Linked DNA regions of Sus scrofa: region 1 is linked to region 2. The links are chromatin contacts, called in public Hi-C maps. All regions are on one chromosome and are shown on one strand. The core of a region is the stretch at or near the end of the contact, and the rest is flanking DNA. Distances in the headings are between cores, read along the strand shown. Region 1 holds the start of MXI1 (max-interacting protein 1). Region 2 has its middle 55 kb from the start of MXI1.

The links. A called contact is a pair of places that touch in the nucleus more often than the background predicts.
Region 1: a Hi-C map of fetal liver shows a contact between it and region 2, with 2.1 times the contacts expected there. The contact joins the promoter of MXI1 here to the enhancer-like site in region 2. A contact is called at or near these places in 2 of 5 promoter capture datasets (fetal liver and liver), 9 of 47 Hi-C or Micro-C datasets (alveolar macrophages, blood, brain and 3 more) and 2 of 2 datasets of contacts at active chromatin or transcription factors (alveolar macrophages and skeletal muscle).

Annotation. Positions count from the first base shown.
Region 1 is chr14:120,642,192-120,645,298 of Sscrofa11.1, forward strand. MXI1 (max-interacting protein 1) reads left to right here and starts at 1,500. Exons shown (of 6, transcript XM_003133181.6): 1 at 1,500-2,015. The coding sequence starts at 1,754.
Region 2 is chr14:120,587,543-120,590,274 of Sscrofa11.1, forward strand. No RefSeq gene overlaps it. Among named protein-coding and RNA genes, the nearest start is that of MXI1, 55 kb to the right of the region's middle. Within about 2 kb of position 1,364, at least 12 of the 83 cell types and tissues checked have an H3K27ac peak or open chromatin away from gene starts, as enhancers often do. A contact at or near this core is called in alveolar macrophages and fetal liver, where this site is marked.

The DNA of each region.
Region 1 (3,107 bases), core at 250-2,749, 55 kb after region 2:
CTTTATGAGAATCTCCTTTACCCTAACCAAAGGGTGCAGAGACCAACCAAGATGGAAAATGAGCAGAGGGTATGGGTAGTATGATTATATTATGGGACAAAATGTGAATATATTGGCTATAAAATGCCAGTTACTGACTGTTCCTGTTATATCAGCAGTGGGTTACTGTAGTCCAAAATCACACAAGACTTTCCTGAGAGTGTGTGTACTGTTCTACATGGAAGGGGCTTCACAAAGAAATGTACTTTCTCTCCTTTTTTTCCAAAAAGTTTCCATTTCCAGTAAAATTCTTCCTGACGAATGTGTACAAAGCTGTCTCTAAGTAAGGTAGCTGGGTGGCACAAATCCATGGGCAGCATTCATGATGTCTTCTATGTAAATAGTTCCCCTGCAGGAAAACTCCAGGTGGCCTTGCAAGGTGACAATATTTAGAAGGGCTTATTGCAAAGATGTTTTCCAACAAAGTGCAGAAAAGTCTTGCTTCCTGCAACTTATTTTCCTGCTTAGGTGCAGGTAGGGGACTCAGCCTCTTCTCTGGATCTATACTGCAAGCAAAAGCTCTTACTAGGGGCCAGGCAGCATCCTAAGGGCGATTATAATTTAATTAATGCATTATTCTTATCAGAGTTTTCATGGATGGGGACACTTAGGCCAAGAGAGGTTAGAGGACTCATCCAGGCTCACGCAGCCTATACAGAGCAGAGCTGGGACTTGAATCCTTCTCTGTGGCACTTCCCAAGGGCCCTGACTCCCACCACACACCCCAGATCTGGAAAGCATCAATGGTTCCTGTACACCCTAACTGTTAGCTCTGCTGGAGCAGTGAAAACTATGTCAACTTGGGTGGGGCTCTTCAGAGCCAAAAGGTGGAATTCAGCTGCGGTAGAGGTGGGAGGTTCCTGGGCTGCCATTTCTGCCTTTCTGTCAAATAAAAGAGGGCCAGGTGTGGAGGCATCCTACTGTGAGCTTTGCACAGCTGGACTAAGGCTGGGAAAGAGGAGTGTAGATAGAGATGCTTGCATCTCCTCCCCCTTCCTGGAAAATAACATTGCATTTGAAGGGAGACAGAAAGAGTGAGTAAATCTGTAACTGGGATATGGTGGCCTGGGGATTTCATTTGGTCCTGTGAAGGCAGACACCCCGGCCTCTGTGAATGAGTGTGTGGATTGGGGGGAGAAAACTGAGGATTACATATGATGATTTTTTGGACTTTTTTTTTTTTTTAAGTCATAGCAGCTACCATTTATTGGAAACCTACTATGTGTCAGGCATTATTATTTTTATGTAAAGAAAAAATAGCCTAGTCGTTTGTTTTTTTGCAGGTGCTTTCAGAGCCATACGTTCTACACTGTGGTGAGATTTGGGGAGAGGCGGGGAAGTACGCAGGGACTAGCAGGGGGCGGTCCCCGCCGCGCTAGTCTCCACCTTTTATTTTGACCGGTCCGATGGCGACAGGCTCGCACTAGGACCCAGGCGCCAGAGCGCCTCCGTCCGTCCTGTAGGTTCATTCAATCTCCCATACACACAGACCCACTGCGAGACCGACACACACACACACACACACACACACACGCACACACACACACACACACACTCAAACACACAACTGCACGCAGAAGGCTCGGGAAGTCAGGTCGCCTCTTCGCCTCGGCGCTTTAGTTGCTTCAGCCAGCCGGGTCTCCCCTGGGGCCCGGAGCTCGGCCGAGCCGCGCAGCCCCAAAAGAGGACGAGCTTGGCGGACCCCGGTCCCTCCATGGGCAAACGCGGGCGGCCGCGCAAGGAAGCGCGCTGCGAGGGCGCGGGGCTGGCCCCCGCCGCGCCCCCGGCGGTGGCCGCGCCCCAGCCCCCGGCCCAACCAGAGGAGCCCGCGGGGGCCAAGCTCAGGTGCCCCTTCTCGGACATTTTCAACACCAGCGAGAACTCGATGGAGAAGCACATCAACACTTTTCTGCAAAACGTGCAGATTCTGCTCGAGGCCGCCAGCTACCTGGAGCAGATCGAGAAAGAAAACAAAAGTAAGTTTGGGGGCCCCGGCTCCTCCTCGGCGCCTGGCTCTTTCTTCCTCGCCCACTTGGGCAACCCCTGTCGCCTGCTTGGCCCCCTCCCTCCAACACACACATCCAGCCCTCGGCATTAAAGCCGATGACACCGGAGAAAGGACACGCACGCACAAAGCTGCTAAAGATGTAACAAAGACGAGCGGGGGCGGGGGGGGCTGTCGGTGCGTCTGTCTGTCCGTCTCCTCTAGGCTAGGAGGACCGCTGGGCCGAGGAGCCGGGGGAGTGTTGTTGTTTGCTGACAACTGAGCCGAGAGCTCATCTCTTCGAGGTCGCCTTTCTTCCTTTTTTTTTTTTTTTTTTTTTTTTTTCCGGAGCCTTCTCCGGCAGACAAGTGTTGTTTTTCTGAAGCTCGTTCTTGGGTGGGGTGGGGATTAGAAGCCGAAAGTTGGAAACCATAGGCAGAGCTCAGCGGTTCCAGAAAGAAAACACACAGACACACACGACAACGATAACAACAACAACCAAACAGCCCTCCACAGCGTGGGCTCGGGCTGGCACGGCTCTGCTTCTCCCTCCTGTCTACTTTGCTTTTTCCTCTCCTCTCGCAGCAGGGCTGGGCTCACGCCATCGCGTCCACGGATACAGTCCCCCTGCGCCTCTGTTGCCCTGGGGTGTACCCCCCAAAGAAACAGGCCGGTAAAGCCAGGCAGAGCCAGCAGCTTGCCCCGGACCCGCCATCCTACGCCCGGGAAACTCGACGAGGGGGAGGCAGCTAGAAGGAAACTTTGGGATCTCTCAGGAAACAATAGTTGGGGAAGAAGGTGTGGGCTGCTATGTGCGGTTTCTTTATTTTCCGGGAGACGGCTCCCTAGTGAGCGCGTTGGGCGAGGAAGGCAAGTGCCTTGCTGGTGGATTTCTGCTGTTCCCCCCACCCCCACCCCAGATTCAGGTGGAGAGTGATGTGGGGTGGGGGTGTTGGGAGTTCCACACTGGCCTGGCCTTCTTTTTTGTATTTGTTTGATTTTTGCCCCCGCCAGCTGGGTCCCCCAAACCTCCCCAGGCAGTCGACTCAGCGCCCTAACGGGGGCACGCGTGTGCGCCGTCTCC
Region 2 (2,732 bases), core at 114-2,613:
AGGCCAAAGAATGTCCTATCAGGGTGATATTTAGACTTGAGATTTTTCAAGGAAAACTTGGATTTCCCAAAGCAGTAATATCCTAGCAGGTGGGGGTGGAAATGAGAAAGTGGTATGGTGATAAACTGCAGGAGTTAAGAGGTAGACTGGTCTGTGGATTTCCCACTGGTCCTCTTGACTTAAATGGTATTTTCAGGGGGAGGGGGAAGCTGGTAGTGACAGCCCCAGCCTGGACCTGAAGCTGCAGTGCTGCTAGATGCTTTTCAATGATTTGCTGGACTAGCGTATGTTCTTACTTAATGTAAGGGCACTTTCTTAAGTGGGATCTAAACTAATTGTTTTTTCCAAAAACAATAGCTTCTGCAGATTCTTATTGAGCAGGAGCTATGGAGGAAGTCGTTGCTGCACTCTATAACCCACCTCTTTCCTGTTGAGTAATGCTCTAGAGGCTGGATTTCAGTGGTGACTGGCTTGGTAGACTTTGACTTCAGAGTAGATGATCTCCTCGGTTTTACGAGAGAAAGTGTAGGTAGAGTCAACTTGCTGGCAGGCATAGACGTTCTCTTCCAAAGGTGTTTACTGGACTAACAAGTTAAGGTTAAACATTACTTCCTATCTGATTTCTATTTTAGAAACATTGGCTTCAATTGTTTCAACTGAAGTAAAGGTCATTTGAGGCTATTAAGACAACCAAAAATATATTCCAAATATTATCTACCCAGCCACGGTGCTGGGAGGGGGAGAGGGAGGGTGAGGCTTCCACTGCATCTGGGTGTTTGGGCGTGTTAAGCCCTTTAAAACGTGTTGTGTGGCAATTGAGATGCTTCCTTTTAGAAATGTCTTTTAAGCAGGAGTTCCCATTGTGGCGCAGTGGAAACAATCCAGCTAGCATCCGTGAGGATTCAGGTTCAATCCCTGGCCTTGCTCAGTGGGTCAGGGATCTGGCATTGCCCTGAGCTATGGTGTAGGCCATAGAGCGGCTTGGATCTCACATTGCTAAGGCTATAACATAAGCCAGCAGCTGTAGCTCCAGTTCGACCCCTAGCCTGGGAACTTCCATATGCCTCGGGTGGGGCCCTAAAAAGCAAAGAAAAAAGAAAGAAAGATCTTTTAAGCAATATTTTTATTTTAGGACCGTATATGCGAAATGATCTTATATAGGTATGTATGGTCTATACCTCCATTTTACCTTTAGGTTAATCTTGAGCAAGAGTACATGAACATACACTTGCTAAAGTCAAGCTGAGCATGGCTCAATTAACTGCAGAAGAACAGGGCAGACTGGGTGGGGCAAGCTCTGGAATTCTACTCACTCACTGAGCAAAGTCAGGCATTGGGGCAATAGCTTGAGCTGAAGCAGCTCATAGGAAGCCCAGCCCAGCCCACCAGGTAAAGCATAGAGGATGTGGCAATCGACCCAAAGCACAGTGTGGTACTGTGATCTGCATCGGGGAAAGTGTAAGTGCCCATCAGGAATCTGGGGCAGGATAGCAGGACTGCAAGAGTCTTGTATGTAGCACATGGACCAGCCCCAGCGCCAGGGTAAGCTTCAAGAGCAGCGCTTCCTCCACTTCCTGTGGGGCAATGGCAAGATCAGGGCAGGGCCTCAGGCTTTCAGGGCCTGAGTCTAGTTCTTCAGCACAGGAACTCAGACGTCAGGAGAATGACACGTGGATCCTGTTGTCAGAGGACCGCTCAGGATCCCAGGAACAAAAGCGCTGCATGGAGCCAAGACACAAGGTCACGACTGGCCCAGAGACAGGCATGGCTTGATGCTGAGTGAGTCTCAGAACCTGGAACTGAAGCCACCTTAGGTCCTCCTGTCTCATCAGGACTAGTCCTAGAGTCTACAGCCAGGTGAGGGGGTCAAGTCCCCCAGCTGATGGAGAAGGGGCCTGGCCTGACTCTCACAATGGAAGCAGCCCCATGTGACAACAGACTCAGAAGGTAGCCAGAATGGGTAATTAGAATTCCACACCAGAACCTACCTGGGAGGACAAGGGACAGCCACCAAAGCACTAGCTGCAAAAATGCCCATATGTTCCTTGGGAACTAATTTTCTCAAACTGAAAGTACAGTTTTCCCATTTAAAAATTAGCTATAGTGACAAGTCTGGCCTCCCCTACTAGGAGTCACTATAAGAAGCTCCTCAAGAGTACCAGTTGGAGGGAGTTCACTTCATGGCTCAGTGGTTAAGGAACCCAACTAGCATCCATGAGGACATGGGTTAGATCCCTGGTCTCCCTCAGTGGGTTAAGGATCTGGTGTTACTGGGAGCTGTGGTATAGGTCACAGACGTGGCTCTGACCTGGCATTGCTGTGGCTGTGGTGTAGTCTGGCAGCTGCAGCTCCAATTACACCCCTAGCCTGGGAACCTCCATCTGCCGCAAGTCCTAAAAAAAAAAAAAGAGTACCAATTGGATAGAAGGGAATCACAGAGTGGCCTGTGTTCCCCCTTCTTCCTACCAGAGTAAAAGAGGCTATGATTTATTTATTTTTTTTTTTTTCTTTTTAGGGCCGCACCTGTAGCGTGTGGAAGTTCCCAAGCGAGGGGTCACATTAGAGCTGCAGCTGCCAGCCTATGCCACAGCCACAGCAACGCCAGATCCGACCCACGTCTTCGACCTACACCACAGCTCACAGTAATGCCCAATCCTTAACCCACTGAGCAAGGACAGGGAATCAAACCCACATTCTCATGGATACTAGTCAGATTCATCTCTGCAGAGCCA